Regions from separate parts of the Sus scrofa genome. Here region 2 is linked to region 1. A link is a contact called in public Hi-C data. All regions are on one chromosome and are shown on one strand. Each heading gives the region's core, a stretch centred on a gene start, on an enhancer-like site or on the middle of the called end of the contact. The rest is flanking DNA. Distances are from core to core; before and after follow the strand shown.

Region 1 (7,511 bases), core at 1,914-4,413:
TTCCCACTGTTCGGAATACTGCCGTCACCGTCTCATTCCAGCTTGGGACAAACTAAGGGAGCAGGTTCCATGTGTAGACTATATACAATATTTAAAACTGTTTGTGGGAGTTCCCATTGTGGCTCAGCGGGGATACTAGGTAAGAAGCCGACTAATATCCATGAGGATGGGAGTTCAATCCCCGGCCTTGCTTAGTGTGTTAAGGATCCAGCACTGCCCCAAGCTGTGGTGTAGGTCACAGATGCAGCCCGGCTCCCGTGTTGCTGTGACGATGGTGTAGACCTGCAGCTGCAGCTCTGATTTGATCCCTAGCCTGAGAATTTCCATATGCCACAGGTGTGGCCCTAAAAAGAAAAAAAAAGTTTTTACTCAAACCCAAATCATTTCTAATTCGCTTCGTTGAGACCGTATTATTTGTTGTCAAGAAAAATTCCGTATCTGAATTATAATGCACAGATTCGTAGCTCCATTTTCAGAGACAGGACCGATTATCGTGTCACAAGCCAGCAAAAGTACCAACTTTCAGAATCACACATTAAACAGTCACCTTTAAGGTAAAATGATTTGACTTATTTTATTTAAATACATTACATACTATATGATAACTGGGTTGTATGTTAAAAGGAAAGCAAGAGAGAAGGAGGTGACTAAAGTTCTAGCTTAATCTCATGGAATAATAAACTGCAAATAGATTATAGGAACATGGCAAAGACTTATCCAAGAATCATGGAATTTCTAGGCTGGAAGGAGTCTTAGGTTGGACTTTGGCCCTCCTAATTTTAGAGATGAAATATTGAAACAAAGGGAAAGCAAATGGCATCTCAGGGTTACAGATTAGTAAGTGGCAAAGTTGGAAAGACAAACTCAGTCTCTCAATTTTAAGAATTCAGTGTTTTTCAAAGTATGTAATCAGATTGTGTCTTCTTTTCCACATTTTGCATTTCAATTGCATTTAATTTAATACACACCTATTTCCACACCAATTTGGTTCCTACCATCTTTTATGGATACCCTCTAAAACACAGAGGTATGCTAATTCATTGATGAAACTTAATGAAATAATCCAGAATTTACCTTTTATTTTATATCAGAAATGACTTCCCTATTAGTTATACTTTTATATTTTATGAAAAATAACTGCACATATATAGTTATGTGTTATATGTAGTGACATATAGTATTATATGTAGTTGTATATATTGCATATATAGTTTTATATATACAATGTTTAAATTTTTTTCTAGGGCAACTGACTGGATTCTGGGAAAACTCAGTTCATGCATCAATCAGAATGAATCATTACAACTTATCCTAAGCATGTACCCCAGGGGTGAAATGCCTGGTTCCTTCCATGCACTTTCTTCTTCACAGAGACATGTCAGAGAAATGGTTATTAGTAGAAGTTGCTTTGTCCATTTCTGACTAATTTGAGGGAAATGGTAGCAGTTTTCTTACTATTATATCACGATGCCTGGAGTTTGGTCTTGTGACAGCACAAGCTACATCTGCCTGTTTAGATGACTCAACAGTTTGACTTTGTCAAATCAATTTATTCACACATTGTTTTACTGATATATTTAAAGTGCTAGCTGTGCATCAGGCCCCCAACCTGCCTAGCCAAGCTGAGATTTTCCTTTGATGGGTCCAAATCAAAGTACAGAAAACCAGTGATGCAACTAGGCTTGCATTAAGGAATGACCATGGCCCTGAGACTAACCTACTGGGGAGGGAGGCATTCACCCAAGATATGGTGACCAAAAAAGAGTAGAAAATCACACTCTACCTGGACAAGGGGTGAAGTACCAGCAGATCAACCAGGAGGGGGAACGACAGTAGATTGCAGGTAGCGGCAACAAGCAAATCCTTGGATCGCCTGATCCGAGGCCGGGCTCAAAAGCATCAGTAGCTAGAAAAAGCTGTGGGAGTGGGGAGGTTGTCAGTTAACATGCACGTGCAAGCAACATGCACGTCTAATCAAACAAACAAAATGTCTCCTGCGGGAGAAATGATGAGGCCTCCTGGGTATTTGTAGTGTCAACAATCGATGATGCCGTGTCTTTTACTTTTTTCTTTATACCCACTTAACATTTATGAGTTTCAGTTGACTATTCCCTCCTCTGGACTCCTCATTTTTTACCTCCTCTCCCCCAAGGACCGCATGTCACCTGTCACAGCTTAGAACTGATCAGACAGGAGTATTTTCCACTGATTACTGTTCTCTGCTCTCCTCCAGTTACTGAGACCTGAGCTGGGCCAAATGAATGAACTTGAGACTGTGCTGCCAAGTTGAATACACTGCACAATTCAGTTTCTGCCTCTTGAATCCCTATGGTTCATTCATCTGTAGCTCGCTCTCTTTTTTCTTAAATAAATCACCCAAGGCACTATTATAGGCAGGCCCTGATGCTGTGTTCCAATAGCTCAGTTTTGTTGGGAATTACAATCATATGAGAGAAATCTCCCATGAAGAATGACAGCAATAACTCAGTAAGGGAGAGCATTGGAAGTTTGTGTTCTTACTTTTAAAAGAATCAGATTTTTTTTTTTTTAAATCATGATCTCTTCTTTGCTTAAAACTTCTGAAATCTTGGTAGAGTAGGGACAGTTATACAACATTCAGACTTCAGGCTCTGTTAATCTCTCAACTCTAGGGAAGAAAAAAAGGGTGACTCACCAGTCATCAGTGGTTTATGGAAGAATTGTACAGTGTTACTCTGAGAAAACAAAATATATTGGTTCCATAAAGGAAACAGAAACATTTGTCTTCAAAGAAATGTAGGTAAAAGGGTTTAATACCTTCAATGAAATCATGTTCCCTCTATGAAACATCTGCTGATTTCCTTTTAATTCTAGAAAGCAAATATTGTTCTCACATGACTCCTTGATGGTGATTCAGGCAGAGTTCCCCAGGAAGGCCCTGGGATTGAGTGATTGCTAAAGATTTACTAGATTATGGTCAAGAAAATTAAGAAACATATTGCCCTAAATGTGAAGAAGTTAAAAAAAATTTTGTCCTTTTTAATGGCAAAGAAACTCTGTTTAGCAAGTTTATTAACTTTGAGAATCGATTTTCCCTGTTTTGTTCTGGGTTTCTAACTGTGATCCTAGGCCTGGCTTTTTCCTCTGTTCCTCATCTATCATCCTGTCCAGATCAATATATGGCCTCTGTCCTTGGATGGCACAGCTTTCTGTTTGTAGGCTTCGGGATAAAATATCAAGAGACTGAGACATTTAGTAACCTTTCTAAACAAACAAACAAAAAAAAAAACTTGGCTTTCTTTTCTTTCTAGAAGCCTGGATTCATTTAACTCTATAGAGTTGGTAGACTCTTCCCCCTTGTTTTTGTTTGTTTGGTTGGTTGGTTGGTTTTTGTGTTTTTAGGGCTGCACCCGTGGCATATGGAGGTTCCCAACCTAGGGGTCGAAACTGAGCTGTAGCTGCTGACCTACGCCAAAGCCACAGCAACATGGGGTCCAAGCTGCGTCTGTGATCTACACCACAGCTCACGGCAATGCCAGATCCTTAACCTACTGAGTGAGGCCAGGGATCAAACCTGTGTCCTCACGGATACTAGTCAGATTCCTTTACACTGAGCCACAATAGGAACTCCTCCCCCTTGTTATAATCTTGGCTCTCTAGTTTGACCTAAAAGAGGCTTTCTTAAGTGACTATAAAACAAATGCATATTATTAACACAAAACATTCTCAGGGGCAGAGGAAGTTTTGAAGCTGACCTTTGGTACTGATTGTCTTAGCCAATTCTTCAGGAATCAATTTAATCATAGAAGGGATATGTATAAGAAGATTTGCATTGTGCATATGTGGATGCATGTTTTGTAGGTTGTTTTCTGGATTAGCATTAATTAAAAACATGATGAAAAAGAGGCCCAACCTGATGTGGGTGTTCCTGTTATTTTATATTTACATTGCATCTTTGTAAAATCCTTTCCAAAGAGTAAGTAAGATTCCTAGACAGAGGATATTCTGAACTTTGCCCATTATTGAAAAACCAGATGAGATGTATTGAAAAGCATTTGCTTTGCATTATTTATGTAAGTAAACCAGTGTCAGAGAATTGGCAACACACACACTGAATAACCCAAAATCCAAATAAGTGAAGCAAGAAAAGAACATTTCAAGGGTAAGAAATTGCTGGATACATTTTCAGAATATAACAGTAGCAATGCTATATATATGCTATGCTATAAAAGGCTTTGATTAAAATCTGGAACAAACAGAAGAATTAAAAAAAAAACCCAGAGTTGGGGTAAAGAAGATGAGCAGAAAAAGATAACACGATCAGTCAGTAAGGTGCTCCATCCTATCAGAAGCTCTTGAACAGTCTTTGACTCTATCATACTTATGGTCCTCTTGGGGACAAGAAAAACACATAGAAGTAAGGTGATTTCATATGTCCACACAACCCTGAACAGCTGTTTGGAAACCTTCACAGAGTTAAGAAAAATTTGAACTCTTCATTTGACTGTTAGGTATTAAATAAGCATAACCTGAAAAGATACAGTCAGTTCTGCCATAACACTTGTTTTGAACATGCAGATTAGTTCCAGTGCATTTAATATATTAAGGAACAATTGGACATAATGTGTTTGCTTGAGCATAACATGTCATTTGAACAAGCTTCCTGTTGGCCTACCTGTGATTCTGTTTTCAAGAAATACTAGGTGAGTGAAAAAACTGCACCCAAGCCAGCGGAGCTACAGAGGAATACAACACACACACACACTCACTCTCTCTCTCTCTCTCTCTCTCTCTCTCTATCCCTGGCCATCTCAGTTCACCAAATGTGTTATGAGCTCATCTACCTACATTTAATAGTACTAATTCCATCAGATTTCAGGGAACCCTCCTTCCACCACTTCTCAATAACTTGCAAACTGCAAACCTTTCTTCCAATGCCCACTTCCCCAAGTAAACCTCAGGCCTTTCCCAAGGCAAAATGCTGTGTTCACTGTAGCATTTATGCATTCTTTAATATTGACCATGCATAAAACAGTGACACTCCACTGTTTTATCAGGGTCTTGTCTTTTTATTTTTTAATTTCTAGGGCTGCACCTGCAGCATATGGAAGTTCCCAGTTTAGGGGTCAAATCGGAGCTGCAGCTGCAGACCTACACCACAGCCACAGCCCTACACCACAGCTGTAGCAACACCGGATCGGAACTGCATCTGCAACCTATGCTGCAGCTTGGGACAAAACTTAACCCACTGAGTGAGACCAGGGATTAAACCCGCATCCTCATGGACACTATGTCGGGTTCTTCACCCACCAAGCCACAACGGGAACTCCTTATTTTTATCTTTTAATAATACGTCACTGATGAAGTTTTTGAGTATTGTGCCCCTTACCCTGTTTTCTCCGTAAGTCCTTGGTTTTTGTTTGTTTTTTGCTTTTCATTTTTATGTTTTTGCAGACTATGGTGATTTTTAAGAACACTGAATGTGTTTTGTAGTAGAACTGTTAGACCACAGAGGAGAACTTATGGGTGACAAGCATGTGGGACACTAAACACTCAAATGTGCCAGGACTCTGCTTTGGAGATGCTGTGTCCTCCAATAGGATCTGTTCACCACCCTCACTGTATTAGCAAAAAAAACTAAATGTGTTACTTTGTCTTCATTTTTGAGTTTGTCCTTTAGCCATTTCATTCCTAATGCCCCCATGGCTTCATTTACCCAGAATGAACCTAACCAGCTGGCAGTGCCTCATACTCAGAGATGGGTTTTCCAAAGACCAAATGGACCATTTTCTTGCCTTTTCAAAGAGTGCCACACAGGAAGGAAAACAAGAAATTCAACTTTTAAGCTGGGCTATTCATGGCCTTTGCGAAGTCCTGGCCAAGAATCAGAGCTTTTCATTACGATGCATCTCACTCATTTCCAAATAGAATGAACTGGCCTTTTCATTAAGGCCGTAGGAAAGAGAAGTTGGGTTACCCTAGTCATTCAGTGTTGTTATCTGATGAGTGAAAAAATGGATTACTTTTCAATATGCATTTGGGGAGCCCAGTACTTTCTTTCACTGGGTTCTATTTTGTGAAAATTGGTTCAGTGGAAAGGAGAAGTCCAATCTTGCGTATTCTTCATGCCTTTCCGCTCTGTGGGCAGCGGAGAAGGATAGGTGGGCTCGGAAACCGCATGTGGAGCGCTCACATGGCTGTTTCCCACTGTCAGAAGAGCCCCAGCATCCCACCCACTCGAGAACACTCTGCTCCCGTAACCAACAGGAGTGTTACTTCACTACGTTTCTTAGCTTTCAGCTAAAGCCGACACACACACAGGCACACACTGGCACCCACTGTGACCCTTCTTTCTTCTACCAACCCCCGCTCCCTGGAGATATCAGTTTGCAGAAGAAGGGAGAGCCCCCATTCTAAATTCATTATTAGGAAACAGAATGATCTCTGACACCGAACCTATTAAAATACTTGGTGGATAAACAATATACAGCTTGGCTTTAATATGAACTAAATTTACTGTTTAAAAAGTTGGACTAATGCCGCGGGAGCGGCCCAAGAAATAGCAACAACAACAACAACAAAAAAAGACAAAAAGACAAAAAAAAAAAAAAAAAAAAAAAAAGGTTGGACTTCCCGTTGTGGCTCAGCAGTTATGAATGTGACTAGTATTCACAAGGACGTGGGTTCAATCCCTGGCCTTGCTCAGTGGGTTAAGGATCTCGCATTGCCGTGAGCTGTGGTGTAGGTCACAGACGTGGCTCAGATTCGGCATTGCTGTGCCGGAGGCTGGCAACTATAGTTCTGATTCAACCCCTAGCCAGGGAATTTCCATATGCCGAGGGTGCAGTCCTAGAAAAGACAAAAAAAAAAAACAAAAACAAAAAAAACCTAACTCTCCGTGATTTATAAATTACTGAAATGAATACGCTATACTGACTTACTTGGATACTCTTAAATAACATCTTTGAAGGTATTATTTTTACTCTATTTTGTGAGTGTTCCAGACCACCACATTCTTTTCGGTTTCCAGACCCAGTTCCAACATCGCAGGGACAATGTCCCCACAAAAAGGGGCAATTTTCCAGACACCTTTTGAGTGTCCTGTCATCCAACTCAGTTCTGAAACCATGTACCCAGATGTAGCGTCAGATTCTACGGGCGAAGGGTTCACTCCTACAAGACTGCCCCCTCTCCCTCTTTGGGATAGCAGGTGCAAGCCCGGTTGTTAGCTGAGCTTCTGACCACTGACTGGCTACCAATTAGAAGTTCCTACAGCCCCCTCCAACTCAGAGTGTCAATTGCAAGTTCAGGTGATCACCTGGACTTCTGACCAACTGTCATCGATCAGAGATTCCATGACCTTCTCCTTGGGTTTGATAAAGTTGCTAGAGTGGCTCACAGAACTCAGAGGAACATTACTTATTAGATCACTCATTTACTAGAAAAGCATATGACTCAGCAACAGCTGGATTGAAGAGATGCATAGGGTGAGGTATGGGGAAAGGTGGGGCTTCCAGGCCCTCTCCAGGCCC
Region 2 (7,511 bases), core at 3,348-5,847, 130 kb before region 1:
TACAGATCTGTGTGAAAGGAGGAAAGATGGAAAACCACACAGCCTCAGAATCCAGGCCCTTCAAGAGTAAGATGGGCCTGCCCCACAGGAAAGGAAAAACGAAGCCTGCTGTGGTTTTGTGTAAGAATCTATTTCTCTTGCTTTCTTAGAATTGACATTACTGGACAGTCTCAGAAACTTTCTCCCCACACCAGCTACAGCCTGAGCAGGAGGGGTCCCGGGAAGCTCGCAGGTACAGGGAGGTGTGCAGATCAGAACCTGTCTCCTTTAGGCTACACACCTTCTGTTACACTCTGTTATTGAAATGATTACTAAGGATTGGTCCCCAGTGAGCAAGGAACATTTTCTATCACTTTCTCCCTGTCCCCTCCCTGCACCACACATGTATGTACACACACACACACACACACACTCACCCATACACATAAATAACTCTTCTATTTTGTCAGCTTTCAGTCATACATTTCCCCAAATTCACAGCCAGGTCCCTCTGGCAAAGATACAGTGAGAAATATTCCCATAGCATTCTCAACGCAAAAGAAATTTCCTCAAAATTCCATCATTTTATCCTGATTTTTAAATTCTCCTTGGCTCTGAGCATTTAGGAGAAAGAGCAAGAGAATACATGAATCGATGACTTTAGGAACACTTCCTGTAGGATTCTCTGAAATCAAGGCTAATAATCAAGAGGTAGAGAAGACAGAACAAAGGAAAAAATCTCTGTGTGTCTACCATGAGACCAACCTGGATTTTCATGACTTCTGTTTCCCTGATCTTTTTTAAAAAACTGGTGATACAGCAACAAAAAACAAAACAAAAACCAAAAAGCCCAAGTGCAGAGCTGATGATATCGGATTGTTTTGATTGCTGGAATGTCACCTTGCCAGTAAGACAACAACCCCACTCCAGGTAGGCCTGGGGGTTTTGGGGCTGAACTGAATTATTCTGATTTAGCAAGACACACAGGTCCACGGATTTCCGAGTCACCGCTAACCCACCTTCCTTTACAGCAGGCTCTCTGTAGCCAGCTTATTCCTTGTTCAGCCTTTGTCCCATGAGAGATATAAATTTAGAAGAGAAACCTGTAGGTAATTAACAGTCTGGCGTGTCTGTCATTCCTTTGATAAAATGTGTTGGGTGTGGTTTCTCGACATGCAGTTGATAAAATGCACTGGTGGTGTTCCATTTCATTTGACTTTCCATTAGCTTTTTTTTTTTTTTTTTTTTCCAATGAGAATGTCTTAATGGCCAGCTTCTGTTTTCAATCACGGGGGACATTTCTATGGATTTATTTATTTATTTTTTTTACATTTTCCAATAAGAAACATATTCTGATCCTTTAAAGGTTAGAAGTAAAGTATGGGAGCGTGGGTGATACTCAGAAGAAAAGCTTCCCTGCTGGCTTAAATTAGCAAAAGTGTACATGCATGTGTGTGCCTGTGCCTGTGTGTGTGTCTGTGTGTGTGCATGTACATGAGACTGCCTCTTTGAGGTCTTCACTGACTCTAGACTCAGGCACAGAGATCCTGTCATATTCCTTATTGTTCGATTCTTACACAGCTTGAATAATCTGTGCCTGGAGAAAGAGCACCTCGCGTCGTTCAACTGTTTGACTCTAGCTTCATACTCATTAAAAAAATGCAGAAATCTTTGGGGGGATGTGAATGTGGAATTGCAGCCTGCACGTCGCAATACACTTATGGGATGAGGTTCTACATGGGACTGAGCTGACGAGCCTGCCAGTGGAAAGAGCACTGGGGTGATTTCCAGCTCACAGCTTTGAAACGCTGAGTCATCTGGATAAATCGCCCAGCTTTTTAACCCGCAGAAGCCTCCGCAAGTAAATATGTGCAGTGACCACTGAGGATGAACTGCGAAGCTTCTCTGGAGAGAAGACTATTTGCCCAGCCCTGGTTTGCTCTCCAAAGGAGCCCAGCCAGCCTGTGCTTCACGGCTCTTGGCGGGCTGGGGCAGGAGGCACAGACCTCCAGGTGCCTGTTACCATGTCCCTGTACCTGTCGTTGACCTTGAGATGCTGTCCCTGCTCTGAATTCTCTGCCCTTCCTTCCTCCGATCCAGTGAGGATCCAGAACTTTGACCTGTGTCTCGTGCATTCACATTCTCACTCGGGCCAGTGTCAATGTCTCAACTGAAGGCCGGTCTCCTCTTCCGACCCTCAGACGAGTTGCGGCTTTTGGCTCTCTGCCTCGAGCTCTCTGTGTAACTTCTGATTCTTGAATGTCTTCAGCCTTGCATTCCGTGGGGGTCTGTTGCCTGAGGAGCGGGTTTGGAGGCCCACTTGTGACACTGGGCCACTTCTGGACCGCATCCTGATGGGATGCACCTCTTGGTCCGCCCTTTCCCAGGGTCTCCACACCCTGTGAGAGTCCCGCTCCTCCACTCAGAGAGGTTTGCACGCACAGAACGGAACTGGCCAATGCTGAAAGGCAAGCCTCACTTTTGCGAATCCTGAAACTGGCAGCAGACCTGTGACCTGTTCTCCAGGCCTGGGACACTTTGTTACTTGCAATAGACTCCCATTTGTGGGGGCCATTGCTGTCCATGGTTGCTACCACGGTGGTCTGGGTCGCAGGGACCTCCGCTGGCAGCTGCTGACCTTAGCACAGGAGGCTGGAGTGACAGACGCCTTTGGTTGCTTACTCAACAGCTGTCATTACCACCCTACCCCCAACCCAGTCCTTGTTTGCAAACAGGACCCTGAGTGGCCGTAAGCCAAGTCCCAGGGGGTGAGTCATCATTCTGTAAGCCAATCATAGTAATCTGAACCCTTTCTGCTCCCTGTTTATTTTCTAAGCCTCCCTTGCAGCCTTATAGCCATGGGATGTTGTTATCATATAAGGGAAAATCTGCTGGGAGTGTTTGAAAAATGCTTTGTGGGCAGTAAGAGAAGCAGATTTGTGAGGTGGCCCAAGTGCCAGAATGTGTAAGTAGATGCCAGAGCCCAACTGCCTGGTCCGAGTTCCAGCTCTCTTGTTCCTGGGTAAGTTAATTCATCTCTTCATGCCTCCATTTTCCCATCTGTGAAATGGGAGGAATAGTAATGGTATCAATCTTACGGAGCTGTTAAGAAAATCAAATGAGTAGCTGGCAAGTACTTATAATAGCGCCTGGCCCACAGTAAAAGCCCTAAAAGTATTTGTTAAACATATGAACACAGACCTTTTCCAAGGTGAGTTCGATTTAACAAACACTAAACGTAACACTTTTCTTCCGTGAAACAGACAAGAATAAAAATGAACAGCGAGGTTCGAGTTTGGCTAGGTTATGAGGAAATGGCTACTGTCCTGCAGTGCTCTGGAGAGGTTAAATTATATGCTTTCTGGACCAACAATTTCTTTTCCAGAAATACAAAGGCTATTCAAGGATGGACTAGGAGACCGGCAGTAGTAGACATGCATACCCATAATTTCTGATATGAAAAATATTCAGGGTTAATGAGGAAATCAGGCAACAGAACATCTTTTGTACAACTGTGACATTTATACAAAATTCCTATTCAATGTATAAAAAGTGCACCGAAAATATCAGGGGAAATGGACACCAACTATTTAAGAACTAGATGATTTAATGTATTTTGCTTTGTGTTTTCTTAAATTTTCTAACTTTCCTACAATAGTCTTGGGCTGCTGGGTAAGAAAAGAAGTTCATGTATTATGATTCCATGTTTGTAAAACAAATACAGTGACGTATAGCAAAAACAGCAAAGTCTGGATATTAAAGCACACGAATCTGTCTGGAAAGATAGGCACCAAGATGTTAACGGTAATCACCACTGTGTTAATGGAATTACAGTTTATTTTTGTTTTCATTTTGAATATTTATACTTCCAGATATTTCTGCAATCATTATGTAACCTCCAGGGTTTTGGGTTTTTTTGTTTGTTTTTGTTTTGTTTTTTTACAAAATAAAAAAAAAGAGCGAAGCTGCATGCCCTTTCAGTACTAATGGCCCTACTGATTTTGTTCCTCTGTAGATGGCCAAGTTGGAAAATTCTATACGTGCCAGATATTTGAGCTAATAAAGACTCCAAGAGAATCTTCCTTCCCCCACCTCCCCACCCCCCATCCCCATGCGTTAGTCCGGAGACATTTATATTTTCTGCCAAATGTCTTTCCCAAATCATTCTGTATTGCTGATATTTTGTTAGATTAATAGGTCCCGAGTGACGTGAATATGTTGATTTTATGGCAGACCTCCAGAAAAAGCTTTTTGCAGATAAAAATGGATATGATGAATTACATTTCTTGAGATCCTGATGTTTCTATTTAAAGGTTTCTGTAGGTACTCAGCCCGTTATGAAAGCCACCTTCAGATTACTCTTTAACAGCCTTGCCCTGGATCATTTCATTCCGGCCTTGAGAACAGGGTCAGGGTTAACCTGGGGGTAGGGACTTTTGCCCCTGTCTTGTGGTTTGTGAATTCCTTGGCCCACCTGTGAATGTAAAGCATTCACTCCTAATTCAAGTTCATTTGTCAGTCCAGGAAAATGCTTTTCCTTTTCAGAGGAGCTGGACTGATTGGTTGGAAATATAATTTAGTTCCTGTGTTTGTACTGGATCAGAGATCAGAAAGCAGTTTCAGACTGCACTGGCTGGCAGGCTTTATTTTAGTGGTGAAGTTCAGAAGTGCATCAAGAGACAGGAAAATCAGAGCTGTTTATACAGTCTCTTTTCTTTCTTTCCTTGAGTGTTTTAAAGAGGAAGACTGGTCCTCCAAACTTCTAGAGTTGGCAGCAATACTATTGTGCGCTGTCAATTCTTATTTGTTTCCTGATTCTTCTGTCAGTTAAAAGAGAAAAGACAGCTGGTGGGAGTAAGCGTTAAGTGGAAAAGATCTGCCTTTGGGCGTCGACTTTTTATCCAGCACAGCTCTACGTCTCATACTCAATCCTCTTATTTTTCAGAAAAAAAAAAAAAAAATGATGTCATGAGAGAGGGTCAGATGTCCTCTGAGACGTATAGCGAAGCGGCAGAAGGGGGTTCAAACACCAAATCTGCCTTCTTTGAGCTGGGAGAGTTTGCACAATGTCATGTGTAGGAATGAGCCTGTGGCTTATGGAATCTAGGTAAGTCATTCAGTGCCTCCAGCTCTTCAGCATCCTGTCTGTAGATCAAGGATGACGTGATGATAATGAGGAGGAGGAGGATAGTGATGATGCTTCTGATCTCAGTGTTACTATGGTGATTGTAAGGTTTAAAGGGAGTAAAATCCTATACCCATATGATTGCTAACTCGCTCCCCCTTTTCTCCTTCCCGGCCCCGGTTGCCTCAGGGAGGAGCAGTGTGTTAGCGTCAGCTATATTTCCATGAAAATTAACATGAAAAAATTCTCTTCTCATTCCATCCCCATGGATGTTACGCATCCCAGATCTGTGCATCCCAGAATGCAAAAAAAGATAAAATTCTAAGTTTGCATCTTTCTCCACAAACTTTGTCATGACTCTGGTGACTCTGAAACACATTCTGATGACAGTGGCATTGAGAAATCTTGACAGATTCAAAAAGCTAGTCTTCAGATCTGTTGATTCATACAGGACAGCTGACTAGCTGCTCCATCATAACCAGACCAGGATCTAGAGGAAGGACACGGTGTGGGTCACAGTGCAAAGTCCCAGGTAGCAAATGAAATTGTTCTCTTCCTGAGTGGCTTAGTTTCACTCTGCCTCCTCTTCAGTTCTCAGTGGTACCTGGAGCCTGAGCTTTAGAACAGTGGGCAGCTTTATTGGGCCTCCTCAATACTTTCATTTTTTGGGAGTTGTTATATGTCAGTCTGAGAGCTTATGATGTGCTCTTTGTCTGAATCTCTGAGACCCTTTTTGGGTTTTTTCCGGAGAATCAATTCAGGATGGGGAGAGGAGTAAGGGCTGGGTGTTTTTTTCGGGGGGCGGGGGGGGACAATGGACCATGGGCATAGACACGGTCCTTTGCATTCACCTCCTTAGTCACTTTTAAAACCACCTTACCCGCATGTAGATGTCTAGAGTGGCCAGCAGGTGTGTGAGGAAAGAATGGAGGGAAGTAAATGCTCACTGGTTACGCGGTTACTCTGTGCCAGGCACAACGTGAGATACTTCCCAGTTCTTTACATCTTTTACTTCTTCGCTATCAAATGGATAGTGGACATTTTATCTGTTTTTACTGGAAGTAGGTCCAGTGACAAAGTCATGTGCCTGAATTGTAACTGTATCAAAGGCAGAGCCCAGATTAGAATCTTTGTCTCTCAGTCCAAAACTCAGATTAAAACAGATGAAAACAGGAGTTCCTGTCGTGGCTCAGCAGTTAACGAATCCAACTAGGAACCATGAGGTTGTGGGTTTGGTCCCTGGCCTTGCTCGGTGGGTTGAGGATCCGGCATTGCCGTGAGCTGTGGTGTAGGTCACAGACACGGCTCAGATCTGGCGTTGCTGTGGCTGTGGTGTAGGCCGGCAGCTACAGCTCCAGTTAGACCCCTAGCCTGGGAACCTCCATATGCCATGGGAGTGGCCCTAGAAAATCTAGGCAAAAAGACTTAAAAAAAAAAAAACAGATGAAAACAAACAAAATTAGTTATACAATGTATAGCTTCTTTAAGGGCTACAGACACACCAGCTCCAAAGATATTCACAAAACGAAACTTAAAAAGCAGGATGTAAGACAAGTGAATTTATAAACCTCTCACCAATTGAAATAATTGGGGGAATGGGCAGCTTGTGTTATTATAGGTGGGCTCTTAAAATTTTATTTATGTAAGTTCTTTGAACCATATAGGGGAACGAAATAATATTTGAGTGCTGCCAAGTTTTGTGGGCTGCCTTTGATCACTTCATAAGAGATATGAGAAAACTAACCATTTATATGCAAATTGTGGCTGCTAGGTTCTTGAGAATTACTGTATATTCTTAGGTAGATTAAACTCCAGGAAATCATTTTAATATTATTCACTTTCTTCAAAAATTCTTTCCCCTTAGATAACAGAAAAATTAATGTAAACCCATCCCATCTCAGTCAAATGATCACAAATTCCAAACAAGCCAGGTCTGAATTAATAAGATTTCATTGCAATGCGGAATGGGTGTATTTACACAAAGTGGAGACAGAATGAAAGAGCAATCAGAATCAGATGCTATTAAGGTGGGAAATACCCTAAGTTAAAAAATCCTTTGTTTTTTTCCATGGATAAAATGGAAATTCTGTCTTGTGACATTTGATACTTTGTCCTAATCTAAACAGGCTGTCTCTAAAAAGAATAAGGATATATCAAGGTGATTGCAGTTTCTGCATGAAATTGAAGCTTCAGCAAAGGCTTTGGAATCAGTCAGACTGAGAGGCCAGTCCAGGATTTGTATATTGGCTACCTGGTTGGATCAGTTATTCAATGACTTCTTTAAGACGCTGTTTAAACCTCTTTCAGTGAGGGAGAGTGGGAGAGAAGTAGAGCATATATAGAATTGGGTGGAGTCATCAATTTTCTGGAATAAAGCAGTAAACTAAAAGGTAGATATTGCTATTAG

Evidence for each region. Hi-C and Micro-C count contacts between places; a contact is called where the count stands out from the background.
Region 2: a contact with region 1 is called in a Hi-C map of liver, with 8 times the contacts expected there. The contact joins two enhancer-like sites. A contact is called at or near these places in 3 of 47 Hi-C or Micro-C datasets (heart right ventricle and liver) and 1 of 2 datasets of contacts at active chromatin or transcription factors (skeletal muscle).

The regions. Positions count from the first base shown.
Region 1 is chr12:10,462,148-10,469,658 of Sscrofa11.1, reverse strand. The region is part of intron 2 of KCNJ16 (inward rectifier potassium channel 16); the gene reads left to right. Among named protein-coding and RNA genes, the nearest start is that of KCNJ16, 73 kb to the left of the region's middle. Within about 2 kb of position 3,163, at least 3 of the 83 cell types and tissues checked have an H3K27ac peak or open chromatin away from gene starts, as enhancers often do. A contact at or near this core is called in liver, where this site is marked.
Region 2 is chr12:10,593,902-10,601,412 of Sscrofa11.1, reverse strand. No RefSeq gene overlaps it. Among named protein-coding and RNA genes, the nearest start is that of KCNJ16, 59 kb to the right of the region's middle. Within about 2 kb of position 4,597, at least 8 of the 83 cell types and tissues checked have an H3K27ac peak or open chromatin away from gene starts, as enhancers often do. A contact at or near this core is called in liver, where this site is marked.